Regions from separate parts of the Mus musculus genome. Here region 2 is linked to region 1. Evidence: chromatin contacts called from public HiChIP or PLAC-seq data. All regions are on one chromosome and are shown on one strand. Each heading gives the region's core, a stretch centred on a gene start, on an enhancer-like site or on the middle of the called end of the contact. The rest is flanking DNA. Distances are from core to core; before and after follow the strand shown.

Region 1 (3,858 bases), core at 358-2,857:
CTACATTATTTTTTTTTTTTATATTTTTCTGTATATTGATTATTAAACTGTATGCCATGCCTGTAACTTTTTGTTTATTTTAACTTTCAGATAATTCTAGGATGTACCAACACACAGTATTTTCTCACCGACTGTTCCCAGAAAGCACTAGACACTTAAAAAAAAAAAGATGCCTTGGGATATAATCTTTTTTAAAAGCATTTCTTCAAGATTCAATATTTATTTGGGAAACAGAGGTTGTATAAATTATTTCAAGAAGCTGTTCACTGGGCTGGGCCTGGTAGCACACATCTGTGATCCCAGCACAGGGGATGCAGAGGCAGGAGGCTGACTGTATATCAGTAGCCTGATGAGAAAATGGCAAATACATCAATAAGCTACTGAGCCAGGACCTATCATTATCAAACTTATAAATGATTTAGTTGAATCTATTATATTTTGATTTGGACCAAATTTTAAGTTTGTTCTTTGTAACATTACTATCTCTGCAATGTAAAAAGTATTCATTAAAATATAAGAGCTGTAAGAGAGGACATAGCAAATGCACAAGTTTGTCATGCCTTCCTCGCAATGGTAAACTAGGGCAGGGACCCCATTCTTTCATTAAAGTGATGAGGGGCACAGAGGGATGAGTTTAGAGAATTGGGGGTGTTTGGCCTGGAGGCAAGACTTAAAAGGAATTTTCAGTCACTTTGAATAGAAGGAGCTGCAAGCAGAAGACCCGAGAAAGCAGAACACAGTGAGTATCTTGAACTCATAAGGAAACTCATTTGAACGCCAATGTCATTAGAACATTCGTTTAATGAGAGTCATTCCAAACAGCATTGAGCTGCCTCAGGAAGCAGAGAATACCAGGGAGCATTCACACAAAGGAGAGGAGTATGGAGGAAGTCAGATGCTGGCTGCAGGTTGGGGACATAGGCTCCCAAAGCTTCCTTGTTCCCTTCTTTGACTCTGAGATCATCTTGTACTTGTGGTGGAATGTGGAAAGCCAGAACTCACCTGCGATGATGGCGCTGGTTGTAAAGAAAACATGGTTGACTGGCACCACTGTGGTCATTGTGTAGAGTTCTGTGGCTTGATTCAGGAACCTATGGAAGATGGCATTTACCAAAGCTCTGGGTTAGCAGCGCTCAGCAATAGCTAACAATAACTTCAAGAAATGTATGCTCTGCAGCTACAACTACAAAGGGACAGGAAGTGTAGTGAGAGGGCACTCCAGTCAGCAGTCATAGCTTAGACACATCTGATGCATGAGATCAGATGTCAGCTTTTATGGTCTGTTTAAACCAACAGCAGTAACAATGAAAAGCAATTAATCATATTGTAAGGCCACAGAAGTTTGAGTTGGAAGTGATTCAAGCTGCTGGACCAGTATCACACTGGGGTTGATTCATTAAGATAGATGCGAGAATCTGTTAAATATCATATCTGGGAACATATAGCCATCCACTAACATGCCACATGCCAAGAAAGGAGATGGAGAAGCAAAAGAATGTTTAACATTTCAAAAGCAACCCTCGCTGCTCCAGCTGCAGAGCACATGTGGGGGCTGCGGCCACCATCAGGAACTCATGTCCCCACACTGGCTGTGTGGGAATGCAGCTCCAGCAGAGACAAAGCAGTGCTTTGCGTGGGCATCACCTGGGAGGTTTCAAAAGCTCTGATGTTAGGTGGGGCAAGTGACTCGATGACTTGTGATCCAGCAAGGAGCTACAGATGGCTAGAATAACTGAAAAAAAAAAAAAGAGGTTTGTGGATAAAGCTAGTGTGTGTGCATGTGCTGGGGTGCGTGCGTGCGTGCGTGCGTGCGTGTGCGTGCGTGCGTGCGTGCGTGTGTGTGTGTGTGTGTGTGTGTGTGTGAATACACTTGTCTAAACGAACCTCCTCAGCAATTTTAATGGGAATTAAGGTGGAAGACTACATTTTTACTTTGTGATGGTGGAGAGAGTTAAATAAGGTTGATAGGATGCAGTCTTCCTTCAGCTGTGTCTACCTTTAAATTGATGAACTGTGGTATAAGGATAATGAGACTAATAACTAAACCCCACAGGCGCTGTTGTGGTACCGCTGATTCAGAAGGCAGAATAGCAATATTCAAGTATGATAAACATGCTCAGGCTTAGGAAGTGACCCAGGCCTCACAACCCACAAGACTTAGAGCTCGCTGCCATCTGTAGGACCAGCCCTCCTCATTAGCAGCTTGAGCTCTGGCACCTTCTGGGCACAGGGATGATGCTTCTGCATAGCATTTTGGGATGAACTCTGTGGCTCACTCTTAAGAGCCTAGCAGGCAGAGATTCAATCACAACATGCAAGTAGGGAGAGTGACTGAAGCAGATGGAGGGGAGGGGGTACAGGAATTAAAAAGGTTTCATGTCACTAGTATTAGGGCCCAAGAGAAACATGAAACAATCATTCTGAAATCCCATGGGTATGAAGGAAACTCTGGCCAAAGATACAAAGTTCCGCGGAAAGGGTTTTCCTCCAGGCCAAATGTCTGGTTTTGTCCATCTCTAGGTAATTAATGAGCATGAGCTAAGAGACGGAGGGGAGGGGTCCATGCATTTCTATATTTAGAGTGGAACCATGGATGTGGACCTGCCCCTTTGATTTATTGCTAATGACAACCTGTGTAAGATGGGTATTAATTACAAGCAGAGGAGCATCAGGGAAGCATCAAGCACACTTAGCTGGATCACTGCCGCACTTAGAATGTATAAGACACAAAGGCAGTGCTCAGTACAAATTAATGACTGGAAGGAAGAAGAAAGTAATGCTGGGTCTGGACGAGCTGGTCGTCCTACAGCTTGGGAGACCCATTGTATTTCAGCTCGATTATTTTCTAAGCCAGTGCACAGAGAATCACAGGAAGTCTGAAAGGCCATGGAATTTATAGACACTGACTTACTTGACTTGGAAAACGCAAGAGGCTATCATGATGACAAGCATGATGTAGAAGATGGCATAAGTTAGCTGCATTTTACCCGTCACAGAAAGAGTGATCATGCCTGAGACAGCCTTCACAGAAATCACAGTCAATGAGGCTAGAAGATAAAAACACAAAATACACATCTGAGACAGAAGACACAGATATATATCTTAAGTTTGCTTGCTGGAGTAACAAATGTGCCAGTTAGGGTTTCAGAACAATGTTTGTGAGGGTACAGGGACACACACACACACACACACACACACACACACACACACACACACGCATAGAGTTCTGCTGGGTTTGCTATGGAACCCGGTGCCTTCATCTTCTGGAGCAAGGTACTCACTTCAAGCCCTGCCTGTGGAAGGATACCATGGAGACGGTCATCACTAGTAGGTGGAAAAGGCATAAGCAATGAAGGCAAGAAAGAGGTCAGAGTGCTAATGCAGCTTTAAAGGGAAAGTGACAAAAGATGGAAAAGTTCAAAGATAAATAGACAAGGAGACAGGACATGAAGCGACTTCCTGAATACCCCGAATTTACAGAGGGTTATGCTAAGACTTTTTTAGTAATGCTTAGACCTTGCTCTTTTCTTTCTGAAAAAGATAATCAAGAGGAACAGGACCAGAACTGATATTCATTTCTCAGACTGAACCATAACTATGACACATAGCTGCAGCTACTGATTTTCTGTTCTGAGGAGGGACTCTGGTGAGAACAAACTTTTCATAGGACAATTAAGAAAGACAGATTAGGTGTGGGCTGTCAGACCAGTGTGCAGTTTCTTCTCACATTTCTATAGGAATCCAGTGCTTTCTATCTGTCTTAGGCCCTTTGAAATTAAGTTGCAAACAATTTCATACTTTAGCTGAAATCCATAGAAAATTCTCAAGTAGGGCTGGGGAGATGGCTCAGTGGTGAAA
Region 2 (3,858 bases), core at 477-2,976, 1.6 Mb after region 1:
AGCTGCATATGTATCAAAAGATGGCCTAGTCGGCCATCACTGGAAAGAGAGGCCCATTGGACACGCAGACTTTGTGTGCCCCGGTACAGGGGAACGCCAGGGCCAAAGGGGGGGAGTGGGTGGGTAGGGGAGTGGGGGTGGGTGGGTAAGGGGGTCTTTTGGTATAGCATTGGAAATGTAAATGAGCTAAATACCTAATAAAAAATGGAAAAAAAAAAAAAAGAAAAAACAAAAAACAAAAAGCAAGAGCTTGAGAGGCAGCTCAGCATTTAAGAGCACTTGCTGTTCTTGCAGAGGACAGGTTCAGTTTTCAACATCTAGGTATGACAGCTTATAACAGTCTGTAGTTCCAGTTTGGGAGGGGGGGTCCAACTATCTCTTCTGATCTCAACTGGCATCCACACATAACTCAAATCACAGTAAATCTTCAAATCTGCTTGCAGTATGAAGTCCTCTTACAATACCCATGGGCTTAACCTAGTGTCATTGTACAGATGTTTAGTGTGCACACTTGTTTTCCTCTTCCTGCTTGTTGAGGAGAAGGGGTACTTTGAAACATGGCTGCTGGTCAAAATATGCTGTTAGTCTGGATGTAGAGGAAGAAGCTGGAAAGTACTGTTTTTCTGATTTCCTTCTGAAAGAAATTATCACTGTGAGCTCATGCATGCTAAACAAGCATTTTATTACTGCTTAAGTAATAAATTACTGCTTATTAAGCCAGCAATTCTAAAAAAACAAATTTAATTGTCATCTAGGAAGACTGGAATTTCTCAAGATGGTCTGTGAATATCAAAGGTTTGAACTAGAAATGAAAGACAAAGCTCAAAGTTCTTCTTGATGGATGGAGAATGGAGAGTAGTTTACTAAGTTACCAGAGTGCCCACTGGGAGAGAAGCCATCTCTTTAATAGTTAACAACTGTTTTTACTTGAATCCCTTCAGGTTATCCATCCTATTATTAAAATAAACGACTGGTGTGAAATAATTGAATGTAAACGTCCTGAACCCAACAGATGTGTTTTACTGAGTTCCAATTTTGATGTGTGAGAACACACACCTGTACTCTACTGAACTGGTCAAACACAGGAAGGAGAGTACTAAGAGAAAAGCTAAAGCCACCAACTAGTCGAAGTAATTGATGGAGCTGCCGTAAGAAAGCCTTGGCTTCAAAAAGGGAGGGAGATGGCAGGCGTTGTGATTTGCGCGATTAATCTCAGCATTGAGGCGGCGAAGACAGAGGATTGTACGGGTTTAAGAGCAGTCTCAGCCTGGGCTTCCCCTTTCCCTCTCTTTCCACTCCCCAACATAAAAAAGAGAGGTGACAGGAAACTAGGAGAGAACTGGAAATTGAAAACAAACAAACAAGCAAACAAAAAACCCACACGGGCATTGAACAATTTGAAAACCGCCATGTGCGAAGTGTCAAATCGTGAAGTATTGGTAGGGTAGCCTGCTGGTGTTCGCCTAAGCATCGGGTCGGTTAAGACTCCAGCATTGCCTGTCTTGGGTTCCTCCTGTATCTGCCATTACACAAGCACAAACCTTCGAATGCCGAGCTGTGGAGATGTTTTGCTACCCCAGAGAGAAGGGCAAATAAAAACAAAACAAAACCCCACAGGAAGCAGGTAGGAGAAAAACGCTGTAACCTGCCTCAGAAACAGAAGCGCCAGTCCCCCCGCACTGCGAGGGAGAGGGGGCGGGGCTTCGTTTCGTCATAAATCGGCGCCGGAAGTTGGCGAGGCAGCGCCGGAAAAAGCTTTTGCGTGCTCAGAGAAGGGACGCTTCTTCCAGCTGTGGAGGTAGGGAGTCTCCGGCTGATGATTTTGGAAGTAAATTTGTGGCAAAACCAGGAGAGACACTTGGCTTTAAAATCTTTGTGGGCAGCCGGGAGAGGTAGCACACTCCTGCCATTTGAGCGCTTGGAAGCAGAGGTAGGAGAATTCCGCCTTCAACCAGCGCCTTGACTTTGAGCCTGGCTTAGGTTACAAAGTGAAGACTCTCAAAGTCTTTTCAAAGAACCAAGCGCGTAAATAAAGATCCCCGGTGGAGTTAGTCTCGAGACAAGCTTTGATGGAGCTATTGCTCCTAGGTCAGATCTGAATTCCTTTGAGGAGTGAGATTGGGCAAACAAACCTCTCCTTAGCCTATTAGTGTATTACTCTTGTGTAAAGAGTAATACACTCTAGGATCGTGAAGACTGTAATAAACATTCCCCCTGGTGTTTATTATTATTGAAATTGTGGGTTTTGTTTTGTTTTGTTTTGTTTTGTTTTGTTTTGTTTCGAGACAGGGTTTCTTTGTGTAGCCCTGGCTGTCCTGGAACTCGATTTGTAGACCAGGCTGGCCTGGAACTCAGAAATCCGTCTGCCTCTGCCTCCCAAGTGCTGGGATTAAAGGCGTGTGCCACCACCGCCCGGCGAAAATGTGTTTTATTCTTAAGACCCAGCCCACACCACAGTTTGGGGGAACTATAGGTATAGATAAAGAATTGCGACTTTTCCTTTTTTTTTTTTTTTTTTTTTTTTTGTTTCCCCATCTGTAATACTGGGTATTTATCCTTGGGCCTCTGCATGCTAGGCAAACATTCTATTGCGTTTTTCTCTAAGGCCGGAAAATAAGAACCTTGTATTGCGTCTGAGAAAAAAAAAAAAGAGGCATGTTTTGTGCGAAGACCCTGATACTCAGTCTTTGTCTCTGATTTCAGGCACTAACAATGGACGCTCAGAAAGATGTTCAACCACCAAAGCAGCAGCCAATGATATATATTTGTGGAGGTAAAATTGACATTCATTTAAATAATGCTTTACTTAAAAAAACAACCACCACCCAAAAATCCTCTCTTACATGAGTAAAATTATAACGTGGAGCACTTTAGCGATTGTTAATGTAAAATCCCCCTCCCTTATTAAGATCTCTTCCTTTTATCTGGAAAAGGTGTACTGCCTACAGCCCTTCTTTCTCCTTGGTCTGTTTTGGCAATAATCGGGCACTTGGATGCTTTGGTGCCTTTTGGTTTGCTCCAGTTGAAATCTGTAGTTATCATTTGCTTCCCCCATAGTGTTTCTCTTTCAAGCATTGAATAAATGTGCTTTCTTTCCCAGAGTGTCACACCGAAAATGAGATAAAGTCCAGGGATCCCATCAGATGCAGAGAATGTGGATACAGAATAATGTACAAGAAAAGGACTAAAAGATGTATCCTTTCAAGCACATGTTCTAAATGTGCAGAGGAAGTGACTAATACTTGGACTGATAAAGACTAAGACCCGATAAAAGTAGTAATAACTTTTGGATTATCTATTTTTTAAGTAGAGTGCATGTGGACTTATTAAGAATGAGAGCTGAGAGAGTGGAGACTCCACAGGAGGTACACCCAGATTAATTATTTTAATAGGATTTATTTTTCCCAAAACTTGGGCGGCGGGGCCCGGTGAATTCAAGGCCAGCTTGGTCTATGTTTAGTATTCCAGACCAGCTAGAGCTACTTAGTGAGACCCAGTCTCAAAGAACCAAATGGGGGCTAGAGAAACGGATCAGCAGATAACAGCATTGCCTGGTTTATCCAAGGGCCCATTTCTAGAACCATGATTGCTCACAGTCACAGGTGGTTGGATAGACAGACCCCTGACCCTAGGGACCCAAATGGTACAATATATGCATGCAGGCAAAAGCACTCATGCATAAAATAAACCTAAGTAAAGAAATTTAAACCCTAATAAGTACATTTTCAATTTATTCATTTATTTAGGGTATCACTGACCATCCTAAAACTCTGGCCTCAAACTCAGAGATCTGCCTACCTCTTCCTACCCCCAACCTCCAAATACCAGGATTAAAGGCATGTACTGCCAATGTGTTTC

What was found. HiChIP or PLAC-seq counts read pairs in DNA pulled down with a chosen protein or histone mark.
Region 2: a contact with region 1 is called in an H3K4me3 HiChIP or PLAC-seq map of embryonic limb bud, with 7 times the contacts expected there. The contact joins the promoter of Polr2k here to the enhancer-like site in region 1. A contact is called at or near these places in 9 of 39 promoter capture datasets (the C10 cell line, the HPC-7 cell line, cranial neural crest and 6 more), 1 of 115 datasets of contacts at active chromatin or transcription factors (embryonic limb bud) and 1 of 9 other capture datasets (liver).

The regions. Positions count from the first base shown.
Region 1 is chr15:34,581,719-34,585,576 of GRCm38.p6, forward strand. It overlaps Nipal2 (NIPA-like domain containing 2), which reads right to left. Exons shown (of 11, transcript NM_145469.5): 7 at 2,912-3,047; 8 at 1,003-1,091. Among named protein-coding and RNA genes, the nearest start is that of Gm22208, 52 kb to the left of the region's middle. Within about 2 kb of position 1,608, at least 12 of the 459 cell types and tissues checked have an H3K27ac peak or open chromatin away from gene starts, as enhancers often do. A contact at or near this core is called in embryonic limb bud, where this site is marked.
Region 2 is chr15:36,172,284-36,176,141 of GRCm38.p6, forward strand. It overlaps Polr2k (polymerase (RNA) II (DNA directed) polypeptide K), which reads left to right and starts at 1,727. Exons shown (of 4, transcript NM_023127.3): 1 at 1,727-1,798; 2 at 2,704-2,773; 3 at 3,101-3,193. The coding sequence starts at 2,713.